Linked DNA regions of Sus scrofa: region 1 is linked to region 2. The links are chromatin contacts, called in public HiChIP or PLAC-seq maps. All regions are on one chromosome and are shown on one strand. Each heading gives the region's core, a stretch centred on a gene start, on an enhancer-like site or on the middle of the called end of the contact. The rest is flanking DNA. Distances are from core to core; before and after follow the strand shown. Region 1 holds the start of MREG (melanoregulin). Region 2 overlaps MREG (melanoregulin).

What was found. HiChIP or PLAC-seq counts read pairs in DNA pulled down with a chosen protein or histone mark.
Region 1: a contact with region 2 is called in an H3K27ac HiChIP or PLAC-seq map of alveolar macrophages. The contact joins the promoter of MREG here to the enhancer-like site in region 2. A contact is called at or near these places in 1 of 5 promoter capture datasets (liver), 34 of 47 Hi-C or Micro-C datasets (adipocytes, alveolar macrophages, blood and 17 more) and 2 of 2 datasets of contacts at active chromatin or transcription factors (alveolar macrophages and skeletal muscle).

Annotation. Positions count from the first base shown.
Region 1 is chr15:118,271,515-118,278,102 of Sscrofa11.1, reverse strand. It overlaps MREG (melanoregulin), which reads left to right and starts at 4,378. Exons shown (of 5, transcript XM_021074953.1): 1 at 4,378-4,885. The coding sequence starts at 4,791.
Region 2 is chr15:118,221,492-118,228,569 of Sscrofa11.1, reverse strand. All of the region lies in intron 2 of MREG (melanoregulin), which reads left to right. Among named protein-coding and RNA genes, the nearest start is that of MREG, 49 kb to the left of the region's middle. Within about 2 kb of position 5,214, at least 41 of the 83 cell types and tissues checked have an H3K27ac peak or open chromatin away from gene starts, as enhancers often do. A contact at or near this core is called in alveolar macrophages, brain, epiblast stem cells and 7 more, where this site is marked.

The sequences.
Region 1 (6,588 bases), core at 3,129-5,628, 50 kb before region 2:
CCATGGAGAAATCTGAAAATAGAGGCTGGCAGTTCTGCCTTGTAAACAAGCAGCTGATGGATGTGTGAGTCACCAGTTGCCCCAGGAGACTGCCCACTCCCTGACATCAGGTGCCCAAGGGCTCTTGGTAAATGTCAAATGTTGCTACCAGTTGTGGGTGGTATTGGCAGCAACTCAAGCAGTAAGAACAATCCTCTTTAAAAAAAGGAACACTTGGAGTTGCCATCGTGGCGCAGTGGTTAATGAATCCAACTAGGAACCATGAGGTTGTGGGTTCGATCCCTGGCCTTGCTCAGTGGGTTAAGGATCTGGCATTGCCGTGAGCTGTGGTGTAGGTCGCAGATGTGGCTGGGATCCCGCGTTGCTGTGGCTCTGGCGTAGGCTGGTGGCCACAGCTCGGACTAGACCCCTAGCCTGGGAACCTCCATATGCTGAGGGAGCAGCCCAAGAAATGGCAAAAAGACAAAAAAAAAAAAAAAAAAAAAAAAAAAAAGGAACGCTCACTGCTTTCCTTTGAATGAAGTCTGAAAGAGGAAATGGGGTTTCCAAAATTTGGTTACAGTTCTCCACAAGCTGAAGTTGCAGGGTTTGGTGGCACTGTCATTTCTCAAGTTACCAAACACAGGGAAATCATGAAGGTATTTAACTTCTGGGAAGATGAACACTTTGAAAGCACAGATATAATAATCCTTAGAAAACTAATAAATGCAATACCTATTCATTAGTATTGTATAATACCTCCTTAAAAGGAGAGCTCGGAGTTCCCATCGTGGCTCAGTGGTTGGCGCACCTGACTAGCATTCATGAGGACTGCAGGTTCGATCCCTGGCCTCGCTCAGTGGGTTAAGGATCTGGTGTTGCCGTGAGCTGTGGTATAGGTTGCAGAAGCGGCTTGGATCCCACATTGCTGTGGCTCTGGTATATAGGCTGGTGACCGTCCGATTGGACCCCTAGCCTGGGAACCTCCATATGCCTTGGGTGCAGCCCTAAAAAGACGAAAAGACAAAAAAAAAAAAAAAAAAAAAAAAGGAAAGATCTCCAAGATATGCAATTAAGTGGAAAAAGCTTGCAGATAGATAGATGAATGTGTGCCTTTTAGGGTAAACCCAAACTCACTGCTAAAAATGGCAATGTACACAATGATGTGATGTAGGCATCACAGGGCATGTATGTATATTTGTGTCCAGAAAAAGGTTTGTAGCATGATAATAATGTTACTCTGAGAAAGCTGAATGGAGACAGGACTATGGACATGGTTGGAGGGAAATTTAACTGTGACACTTCATTTATTTTTTTTTTAATACTTTTTTTTTTTTTTTTTTTTTTGGTCTTCTTGCCATTTCTTGGGCCGCTCCCGCGGCGTATGGAGGTTCCCAGGCTAGGGGTCTAATTGGAGCTGTAGCTGCCAGCCTATGCCAGAGCCACAGCAATGCAGGATCTGAGCCACATCTGCAACCTACACCATAGCTCACAGTGTGGCAACGCCGTTAACCCACTAAGCAAGGGCAGGGACCGAACCCAACCTCATGGTTCCTAGTCAGATTCGTTAACCACTGCGCCACGATGGGAACTCCTGACACTTCATTTTTTAGAGGAATGTCTCATTCATAGGTTTTAGCTGCTAAAATTCATTTTAAAGGAAAGTATGAATAGTCGTTAGAACAGGCAAACACTGCATGTGATCCTTAGTAAAGCAGAGCAGTACCTCCTGATCAAGTTTTTTAAATAGACATGGTTCTCTGGCTTTCCAGAAATACCCTGTCTGAAACTGACTTCATAAAAGATGCCCCCATGTTGCAGAGGTACAAATGTGAAAAGAAATGCTGCCATACATAAGCCAAGTAGTACTAGAACTGACCTTCGCTCAACAAGACTATACTGGTTGGATTTAGTTGGTTGTGTTGAATTCCACTCTTTCTGTTGAGCTTTGTGATTTTTAATCAAACTCATGTGAGTCTCACAACTGTGTCTAGCTGATACAGCTGGGCTCATCATCTTCATTTCACAGATTAGAAGATCAAAGTTCAGAAAAATAAAGTGACTTGTCAAAGATCAAGGTTAGCAAAGGGGCAGAACGCCTATATCTTCCTGGAGCTTCTCTCATTCCCCATTCTCAACAAACCCAACTCCAATAGTTAATAGTAGCTATCAGACCCTAGCTTTCATCTTCTTGTTGGCAGCCTCCTCTGCTCAACTTGAACCTAGGTGGGTGAACTTAAATCCAAAAATCCCATATCAGAGTAGAGTGCATTCCATTAAAGGGACTGTCCAGTCAGCAGGAAGTCTGCTGTCAAGAACAGCACTCAGCCTCCATTCCGCCGCAGCTGCAGTGATAAATGACACGGTGCTGGGCTGGCTTGATGCCACAGCCCTGTGTTGCCTGGTGACAGCTGGTACTCTGTCACATCCTCTCAACTTTTCATGATGGGTCCCGTCTCCCCAGCTAAGCTGGAGCACTTGGGGACCTTCTTTTGTCCCTCCTGAACCCTCGGCAGCCAGCCTCTCAGTGACTAGTCACTGGATAAGCTCCTTCAGCCTCATAATGCAGCCAGAACAGGAAAACTTATGTGTAGTAACACACTTTTAAAATGAACACACAGCCCATGGGAGTTGACACTTCTGAAAATAAACTCTTGCCTTCCTCCTTACCCCTCCAAACCAGCTGCTCCCACACCCTTCTCTGTCGCCATCAATGCCAATTCATCTTTCACAGCTTGTAAGCACCAAACCTGGAACTCCGTTTCTTTTATACTTTACTTCCAAACTAAGCCTTATTGGCTCTGGCTTCATTCAGAGTCCAAGCACTTCTTTCCAGGTCTCCCTGCCTCCTCCCTGGTCCAGATCATCACCATCAGTCACCTGGGTTGTCAGAATGGCCTCCATTTGTCTCTTCCTAAAACAGCCCTTGATACCCAATTCCGTCTCACTATATGGAGAGGCCTTCCCTGAGCCCCCCATTTAAAACCGCAGGTAGGAGTTCCCATCGTGGCACAGCAGAAGCGAATCCGACTAGGAACCATGAGGTTCGATCCCTGGCCTCGCTCAGTAGGTTAAGGATCTGGCGTTGCCGTGAGCTGCTGTAGGTCGCAGACACGGCTCAGATCTGGCGTTGCTGTGGCTCTGGTGGCTCTGGCGTAGGCTGGCAGCAACAGCTCCAGTTAGACCCCTAGCCTGGGAAACTCCATATGCCGTGGGTGCGGCCCTAAAAAGTCAAAAAGATAAATAAATAAATAAATAAAACTACAGGCACCACCCTCCCCCCCAACCCGGTACACAGATGTGTGCGCTCACACAACACACACACACACACACACACACACACGCATACACACACAACTTTCTAGTGCTTCTTACCCTCTACCCTGCCTTATTTTTCTCCATAGTAGGTATCACCTTTTCACATACCAGATAATGTATTATTTCATTTGTTTAACTCCTCTACTCGAATGTTTGCTCCAAGAGGATAGGGATTTTTGTTTTTTCTATTCATTGCTGTATCCCCAGAGCCTAGAACAGGCCTGGCACATAATAGATGTTCAATAAATATTTGCTGAATAAATAAGCTTGACAGAAATGAAAATTCCATAATATTGGTGGGGCCTGGGGAAACAGATACTTTCATATATCGCTGATCAGGGTGGAAATTGGAATTTCCTCTTTGGAGGGCAATTTGGCCAAGATCCACCAAAATTTAAAAAGATGTCTTACCTAAGACCTGGCAATTCAACGGCCAAACATTTATTCAAACGCAAAGTTTAAGGATGTTGATTGCAGAATTATTTTAATTGTATAAGGCTGGAATGAATTTAAATGTCTGTCCATCCATAGGGGTCTGGTTAAATAGCATATGGGCATCCATATAACTGCATAAAGACAATGATTCAAATGATAGAGGAAGTTCCACATGTATTCATGTGGAACAGTTTCCATGGCAAACAGTGGAATGAGCCCGGAACAGAGATGTATGGAGTAAAGCACTGTTTGTGTGAAAGGAGCTGGGGCTGCAAGTGCCTACCTGCACTTACAAGTTTGTACAAGCCTAAGTAAATAAATACGTATGTAAATAGCTCTGGAAAATTGCAAAAACAATGATGGAGGCTACCTTCTTAGAATAAATCAAAGACTGGGAAGCGTGAAAACGACTTTTGAAAAAAATCCTTGTTTCTGCAATGCTTTAAAAACCCACTTTTATAATGCGTCTGTCCTTACTCTTCTGCTAAATTTACTAAGTGGGGCTGACATGTTAAAAATATGCCTTAACCTCTGCTTTGAAAGGGGGGAGGCGGGAAGGAGGATCTTTTATTTCCTGCGGGAGTGAAGCCAATAAAACGTATGATTAGATCCAGCTCAACCTCGTGCTCTGTGACTCTAGGGCTTCCCCCTCCCTCCTGTAACCCCCGTGCCCTAGGATTTTGCCTTCTGGCGGCTGGAGTCCCGGCTTCCTCCTTAGAGGGCAGCAGCGGAGCATCTCGGGGACGCATGCGTCCCAATTTGCGCCCGGGGAATTAGAGAGAGGGAGAGAGAGAGAAAAAAAAAACACCAAATACGCGCGCCAAAGAAAACCCAAGTGGAAGAAAGCGCGCGGCCCTACCACCCCGGGGCCGTGGAGGCGCCTCCGGCCTCACCCGCGTTCCCGGCCGCGGCGTGATGCGCACGGACCGGCCCGCGACGCCCGGGCCGCCACTGTCCCCGCACCTGGACGCCGGCCCGGTGGCCGCGCCCCAGCCGCGCTCTCTCGCCACCGCGGCTTCTTCGGAGTCGCTTGGCGCCGGCGGGGCACCTCGTTCTCCATGGGGCTGAGCGACTGGCTGAGGACCGTGTGCTGCTGCTGTCCGTGCAGGTGCCTGGAGGAGCCCGCCGTGCCGGAGAAGGAGCCCCTGGTCAGGTAGGTGCGCGCCCCGACCGAGATCTGGGGTTCCCTGGGGGCTACTGGGGCCGCAGAGTGGGGAGTACCCGTGTGATCGTCTAAGCTGGGGAGCTAGGCTGTAAGGTCACGCTGAGGCTCAGACTAAGCCCCTTGGTCCTTTACAGGAGATCCTGCTTCTTGGGTCTGTTCCTTGGGCAAAATATTTGCTAAAAGCACAGATGCTCAGAGGCACCAGAGACCCAAGTGGACGCCTGCGGAAAATGCCGAGAATTCGAGTGCAGTGCCCTGGCGGGGAAGTACGGGAGAGAAGTTTGCATAGGAGTCCCATTAAATACAACTATGACTGTCTGTTTCGTAGGTATATTTCAGTGAAATAGGCAACTGTGAATTTGTTTGAATACGTTGTCATTTAAATTTTATTACTAAGAGAAGACAATCTCAGCGACTGAGCACAAGGAAATATTTTTCACTTTAAAAAATACCTATTTTTCTCAAGGGACAGCCTAGTCACTCACTGGGATGTTGATGATTCATTATAGATTAAGCTATGAAGTGTGAGCAGATTTGATGCACTGTTAGCAAGGTGCTAAGTGACTTTGTGAAGGGACAGGACAGCAATTATCTTCTATCTTAACTGCTGAAATTAAGGTTCTGACTGGGTCATGCCTTGGAGGTAGATATGACAGAAGCAAACTATTTAAAATGAAATGAGGGAGTTCCCGTCGTGGCGCAGTGGTTAACGAATCCGACTAGGAACCATGAGGTTGCAGGTTCGGTCCCTGCCCTTGCTCAGTGGGTTAAGGATCCGGCGTTGCCTTGAGCTGTGGTGTAGGTTGCAGACGCGGCTCGGATCCCACGTTGCTGTGGCTCTGGTAGGCTGGCGGCTACAGCTCCAATTAGACCCCTAGCCTGGGAACCTCCATATGCTGCAGAAGCGCCCAAAGAAATAGCAAAAAGACAAAAAAAAAAAAAAAAATGAAATGAGGAAACAGTAGATGAGGCAGGATTCCAGGTTGGGTCAGCAAACGTGGAAGCCCGAGTTTCTTATGAAGTATGCAAATGATATGCTAAAAACTTTCACAACTTTCTTGAAAGCGTGATTTACCTATTTTTTTTGCTTTTTCGAACACTTCCCTTGACTTTTGAGATCTTACATAACCCTTCTTGCCTGTCCACTCTTATTTTCCGGTACGTTACACATTGTACACCCATTGATTTAATCAGACGGGCATTCTTATTGCTGGAGGAACAATCCAAGCTTCTTATTCCCTCCAAGTTTGCTTCAAGTAGTGACCTTCATCCTTCCTGCCCCTTCCTCAGTGTTAGTTCTCAAGATCCCCTCAGGCAGTCTTCTTTGATCATTTTGCCCTTATTTGTCTTTTTCTTTTATGATGTAGGATTTTGAACTTGTTGCCTGTTTAGGGAGCATTCAAGTATGTAAACACAAATGTGTTTGTTGTGGATGTATAAAGTCATACAGACGATAGATACACAGTGTTTTCGTTTGCTCTTGCAGTGTTGTTCCCACTATATTATTAGATTGCTGTGGGCAGGGAGAAACCCAGTATTCTACTCCCAGTCTTAAAAGTAGTGGGTAATAATCTAGAATTTCATGCTTGAGTCATACACTCAAATTGTCGATAGTCATAGAACATGAAATATAATCCTCAGCTTGATTTCAGCCACAGAGCCTCAGGTCTTTCCAGTTTTCTGTCCTGGAT
Region 2 (7,078 bases), core at 3,965-6,464:
TTATTGCATTTTCCTTCTGCTTTTTTTTTTTGAGACAAAAAAATACATATATATGGACAGAGATGTGTGTATGTGTGTATATATATATATATATATACACACACACACACTACACATATTATGTATGTACACCATTATATAAATTATATGATATATGTGTGTATTATACATACCATTGAGATATACACTTATTTCAAAAATATGTTGTAATAAGTATATCTAGCCTACTTTAGCACTCATCACTAATGTATCACTTAAGTCTTTTTTTATCACCTTTTTGTGTTTATAATTAATGCTTTAAAGCACATCATTTGCACTGACTTTTTGCATTCAGATTTCTTTAGAGTAGATTCTTAGACCTGAAATTCATGGATTAAAGATTTTACCCATTTTTATATAGTCTGATATATACTACCAAATGCCTGTCACTATCTGTGAAAAAATAAAGTGACATCAATTTTATAATTCTCAGTGTTATTACAAAAGAGCCCCTTTCACAACCCCCTTCCCAGCATTGAACGTTTTAATCTTCTCTTATTTTCAATAGATAATTTGGCTACAACAACACAAAATTCATTGTTTCACTGAGAATTCTTAAAGGGTGAAGTGTTATTTCATCCTTCAAGACCCATCAATCCTTTTGTGAATTATCTCTTGATGGCTTCCGTTCTTTTTTTTTTCTTTGTCTTTTTAGGGCTCCACTTGAGGCATATGGAGGTTCCTAGGCTAGGGATCGAATCGGAGCTACCGCTGCCACAGCAATGCCAGAGCCAATGTCTGTGACCTACACCACAGCTCACGGCAACACCAGATCCTTAACCCACTGAGTGAAGCCAGGGATCGAACCTGCATCCTCACGGATACTAGTCGTGTTGGTTACTGCTGAGCCACGACGGGAACTCCTGGTTTCTGTTCTTTAGTATAATTTTTCTTTCTATGTTTACCCTTTGCTATATTTGTATCAGAGACTTTTTCTGGTGTGCTGCTTGCCTTATTATTTCTTCTTCATGAATAAAAGTTTCAGGTTTTTATTCAGTCAATTACATATTTTTCTGTTGTCTCAGAGATCTCAAAAGTAATAGGACGTTTGTCTAGATGTAGCTATCAGTTAAGTGAGACAATAGGTATGAAAGCTTATTTATTTGTTTATTTATTTAAATTATTTTTTTGGCTGCCCCTATGGCATACAGAAGTTCTGGGGCCAGGGATCAAACCCAAGTCACAGCAGTGACCTGAGCTACAGCAGTGATGACGTCGGATCCTTAACCCACTATGTCATGAGGGAACTGTCACCTGAAAAGAACCTGCAGTCCAGAGTGTTTTCTTCAGGGGTTTGGATAAAGAGACATCTCTTTGCAAGCTTTGCCCTACTTGAGCATGTGTTTGTGTTCATAGCACTTTTCCATTTGGCCACACACCAGGCGCTCATCAGCCACGCATGGCCGGTGGTTGCCCTACAGCACAGCACAGGGCTAGATGCTCAGGGGCAGCGGGACCTTTGAGATGGCCCTCAGACTCTGGATTCAGACAATCCACCGTTACATCCGAACTTGCTCAGTATTTTGAAGAAGCAGCCTTCCTTGACAGGACCCACTTTAAAGTAATTGGCTGCTGCTATCTTGTCATAACTTCAAGTCCCCCCTTTCCTCTCCATGTACAAGAATTTAGCCTTATTATCCTTTGCCTTTAGTGACGGCAGCTAATTTTCTTCCCTGCAGAGGCCTGAGCAGCAGAACGGGGGATGAGTTCTGGCGTGTTGATTAGGAATAACAATGTCACAGGAAAACATCAAGGCCTGTTTCTCTCCATTGGCAGCATTAGCCAGATCACATCCTGAGTTTGGCCCTTCCTTCAAACCCCCAAAGCTATACGTGGACTGGAACCACCCAAATGAGACAAAACCAACTTGAAATCTCCTTGCTTAACAGCTCTGCTCTGTGGCTTTGTTGGCACACCTCCACAGCCGGAGCTGGGAGCTATCCCGTGGCTTAATCTGGTTAAAACCAGATAAAGAATTAGGTCAGGGGCCCTTGGCTGCAAAGCAGTCTGTTTCCAGAACTCCAGTGGAGCTGTGGCATAAAAATAAGCAGGGAAGCGTTGGAAAGGCACTACCTGGCATTTGCATTTGCCTTGTTCTAGGTCACACTTTTAGCTGCCTTCTAGGTCAGAACACAGGAGCGTGCATGGGACAGTGGGAGTGAGTTAGCAACCAGGCAGGGGGTGCCTTTCCCAGGTGCCCCAAGCAGTAAGTGCAGGCTAATATTTGGGGTTTGAGGCTCTGCGGGGTACATTCAGTCACACCGCCCAAACTGCCAGTTACACTCCATTATCTTTTAAATATTAGAGCATCTGGGTTAGGGGTCCCGGGGCCTATCAGTCCGTGCAGCAGGCTCAGCTCACGAAGGCCCAGCTTTCCCTGGGATTCAGAGAAAGGGTAGACGGAGAGCTCTGGAAGGCTGGTGGGGAGGAGACCCCGATACAGATCTGTAAGCCAGTGGCTTGTTCCTGTCTCACTGAGTGGGTGGGTCTGAAGAAGTGGGAGACAGAGACAGCTACATCGGAGTTTGACCCGAAAAGACTCATTGCCACGGGTCCTAGTTCCCGACGTCCAGGCTTATCCTAGAGCAAGTGTTCCAGAGTGATGAGAAGTCTGGGCAGAAGCCATGAGGCCAAGCCTTGCCGGGAGATGTTGGAGGGTCTGCCAACTTCTGGACCCCAAGGCTAAGTGCCAGCTCCCTGGGAACCAGCTCCTCCTTGGCCTCCACTTCCTACCCCTCCTCCCCTCCAGGGTTCGTCCTGTCTGTGGTTTATCCTCTAATGCACTAGGTTTCTCTGTCTGTCATCTGATCTGTGCCATTTGGGCCGAGGTGGAAGCAGAGCACTAATGAGTGGACTGGCTGTCTAGGAACAGGGAAATTTAATCCTTTCTTTCCCGCTCACACACCACGTGTGGTAGATGGAGAGAATGGGCTTTTATAGTCCTGACAGAGGATGCCTCTCCTGGGCGGGAGGGCTTGACACTGTCCAGGCCAGCTTTGAGCTTCCTCAGCATAACCGACTCTCCCCCCTTCCCACCGGCCCCTCGCACTGGGATCTGGTTGCTGGGCAGTGAGGGGTAGTGAGAGGCAGCTGGAGAACAGGGCCTGTCTGTCTTCTGGACCCGAGTGGCTGGCCATGCCAGAGCCACTTTTGCAATGAAAGTCCCACATGTTATGTTCCATTTCTTTCTTTGTGTCCCAGTTTCTACATTGGTGACAGGGAAAGGGAATGTCATGGGCTAAATTTGGACCTAATAGGTGCTTAGGCACTGGGAGGAGCGTGGATTGTGGAGTCAGAGAGACTTGAATTTAAGTTTTAGGCTCCTTACTTAATAGCTGTGAGGTCTCTGCTGAGTTGTTTAACCTCCTAGGGCCTCACTTAACATCTCTAGAAAGGGATGTATAAACCCATCTTCTCAGATTTTCTCATGAAAAGAATGACATTAATCAAGTGCCTGCGATGGTGCCTGCCCTACATTATCTTAGTATCAAGTATGACTTAAAGAGACAATTGTGAAAAGTACTTTTTAAATATCATCTTTGATCAGGCATAGAGTAGAAGAGGGGAAGAGGTGAGTGGATTATTTTATTTCTTCTTTCTTGAATTTTTTCTGTTTCCCTAAAATATGAGAATCAAAATATCTTGATTATCTAAACCTGCCTTGTTCAGAATATACATGGATTAGAACCCAAGTGGCTTTTTCTGATAACTTTAGTGCTGCTTTCTAGATTCAACATGGGCACTCGGTCACCAGCAAAAGGTGGCCTTTCTGTCGTCTTCATTTGAGTTCAGCCAACCCACTGGGACGCCTGCTGTGTACAGAGGACTGTGTATGGAATGGATGAATTCACAGAGGGTTCTTGAATCTATGGGGCCCATGATCTAGTTGCAAAAGAAACACTACAAATCCCTGTGTAACACTGTCACAACAGGAAATAACTCTACAGTAGTTCCCGTAAAGGAACTTAGGGATTTCAAAAGAAGCAGCAGTTACTTTCAATTAAGAAAGGCGAAGGCTTCTCAAGGTGGTGACATTTGAGCTGAGCCTTGCAGAGTGACTTGGCTTCATGGCCGGGATGAGGGCGGAGTGAACCTGCTCAAAGGGGCAGAGGGTGCCCCTTTGAGCAGGTGGAGAGCCTGTCTGGGGTTGAAACTTGTTGTCAGTAAGCACAGGGCATCACTAGAATTCCCTAGGAGAAGAGTGACCCAATGTGACCTTCACAAGGTGGGGAGGAGACTGGAGGAGTCGGCTTCTGGAAGCAGAGGAACCATGATTGCAACTGTTCAGGCCACTTAAGGCTGAGGCAGTAGGGACAGAGAAGAGGGGAATCTTGTGACAGAGGCAGAATCCACAGGAGTGGGAGACTGATTTGGATTCGGAAGGTGGGATGGAAGGGGAGTGGGTAGCAGATGGCCACCATGTTGGCAGCTGTCAGAGGGCAGTGCCGGCTTGCGGGAGTCAGATTGGGCTCCGTCTCATCCAGTCAGGTGGCTGGGTCAGCAGCCCATCCATGTGGAGGCATCCGGCGGAAAGGTGGAAATGGCAGGACCTGGAGCTGAGGCTTGGGGTCAGGGCAACAGAAAGAGGCTTGGGAGTTACTGGTGGGGAAGTAGAGACCACAGAAGCTGCGGTTTTAGAGGAAAATATCTAGGGAGGTGGAGATGAGAAGACCCAATACAGGGCCTTGGGAAAGAACTGCAAGAAAAGAAGAGGCAGAGGAGGATGAGGATCCTGCAGAGGAAGGAGGAGAGTGAGGGATTTTAGCTGGAGGAGGCACCTAGGGGCATCAGATCCCAGACCTCCCACTGGCTGACTCCAGGCAAGATGCTGGGCACCCCTTTCCTCTGCAGCCTGGGGACACTGATGTCAACCCCACCCCCAATGAGTGTCCCGAGGGGGCACCTGGTGGACGTTCATTCTTTTTCCCTTTTTCCAGGAGCCTCTGGGAGGGGTTGCGAGAAAGGGAGGCTATTGGGAGTCAGGGCTTTAGGAGAGAACTAGGAGACCCCGCTCATCGGTCACTAGCGAGATGGGGAAGGTGGGGGAAGTCCTTGAGCGCTTTCCGTGGGAAGCAGATCTGAGGGCTGATTGCGGGGGGCGGGTGCCTAAGGGGTGGAGGGGGAAGTGAGAGCAGCAGGCGGAGGGCCCGCTGTGGAGCCTGGCGGAGAAGGGAGGGCGGAGAATGAAGAGGAGCTTGAGGAAGTAGTGGGGCCACGGGGGAGGGCTCAGCGGCCGCTGTGGCAGTGAAACCACCTGTCGTCTCAAGGAGACGGAGCTAGCTCCCCGCAAAGCCCTTCCTCTCTCGAAATTGGCAGAGAGGTTCGAGCTTTGGGGTGCTCGTTCCCCAGTGCCGGCGGATTGATTAGCTCTGGGAGGGGGAAACCCATCATGTGAGCAAGCGAAACTGCGGTTTGCCCCGTGAGCCTGGAGAGGCCTGGGCAGGGTTTCTGAGTGAGGCGTCCTTGTGACCCTGTCATCTGGCCAGCTCCCTTCTGAAATGAGAGGTGGGGAGGAGCAGAGGAGGCGGCAGAGGTAAGTCCAGGAAACCCAGGGTGTTTCTCCAGCCTGAAGCCTAGTTTCAGAAAAGTACGGGCAGTCTCACAGCTCTCTTGTTTTGCACACAAGCACAACCTCCTCCAAAACACTGACCCTTTTTTCTCAATCCTCAGAATCTCAGATCCTGGCAGCTTCTGTCCCTCCCTGCTCTCCCCTCCCCCTCTGCATCTTTTTTTTTTTTTTGTTTGTTTGTTTTTAAGGCCACACCAGAGGCATATGGAAGCTCCCAGGCTAGGGGTGGAATCAGAGCTGCAGCTGCCGGCCTATAGTTACAGCCACAGCAACAGCAGATCCAGGTGGCATCTGTGACCTACAGCACAGTTTATGGCAACGCAGGATTATTAGCCCACTGAATAAGGCCAGGGATTGAACCCACATCCTTGCGGGTACTAGTTGGGATTCGTTACCCCTGAGCCCCATGGGAACTCCACACCTCTGCATCTTGAAGCAAACTCTTGTGCCTTTGTCTCCCTCCACAGAGACAGGACATGGACCTGAGGGCATGGAGGGGAAGGGGTGGGGAAAGAGGGAGAGGGGTGAGGTCCTTCCACCTACTCAGAGGAGGGGAGACAGAACTGAAGTCCCCAAAGGAGGACCAGAGGGCAACGTCCCAGGGAGTTAACCCTCAAGGAGTCATTCTTGAAGTTGTCCGCTCTCTTGGCTGGAGCCTGGCAATGCTTTGCCTCTTGAAAAGTCCTCTTTCCTCCCACGATTTCAACTGCGCTTTCATAGTTCCTTCTTCAGGTTGCTCTCTTTTCTAATTATCTCCTCTTATGTCCTCTGCTTCCTCTTGCCTTCCTCCCTTGCTCATGCACCCCCTCCAGTCCTGATTGCAGAGGCAGTGTGGACACTGGCTAAGTGTGTTGCCCTACAACCACCTGCCTGGGTCCGAAATCCCAGCTCCTAAGTTGCAGGTGTGCACACTTGGACAAGTACTTCACCTCCCTGAGCCTCGTTTCCTCATTCTTAAGATGTTATAATAACAGCATCTCATAGATGACACATCATGTTATGAAAACTAACTGAGTAGATGCCCATAAAGAGCTTAGAGTAGTACCTGGGAAGTAGTATGTGCTCAGTAAATTTTCTGTCTGTCTACTATCTGTCTCTGTTTCTATTTTCTTTTTTGTAAATGCCTTCAAATCCTTTTTGGATTTTGCCAGGTGACACTGGTTTTAAGAGCCTGTAGTAATTATATTTTTAGAAATTGTAAAGTACATAAAATAGTTCTACTAAAGTATAGAAATTCTAACGTAGACTTCAGTGATGGAGAGCTCATCATCTTACAAAACCTTCATTCTGGATAGAAAGTTCCTTCTAACATTGACCTTCTTTCTTATAGCTTCCACTAACCATCCTGTTAGTTTTAATGGAATAAGGAATAAATGAACTTATTTGTTATTAGTTCATGTTATTAGAATAAGTAAAAATAGTCAACTCTTAGGTTGAAAAAAATCAGTACGGCCAAAGGACCAGATGCAA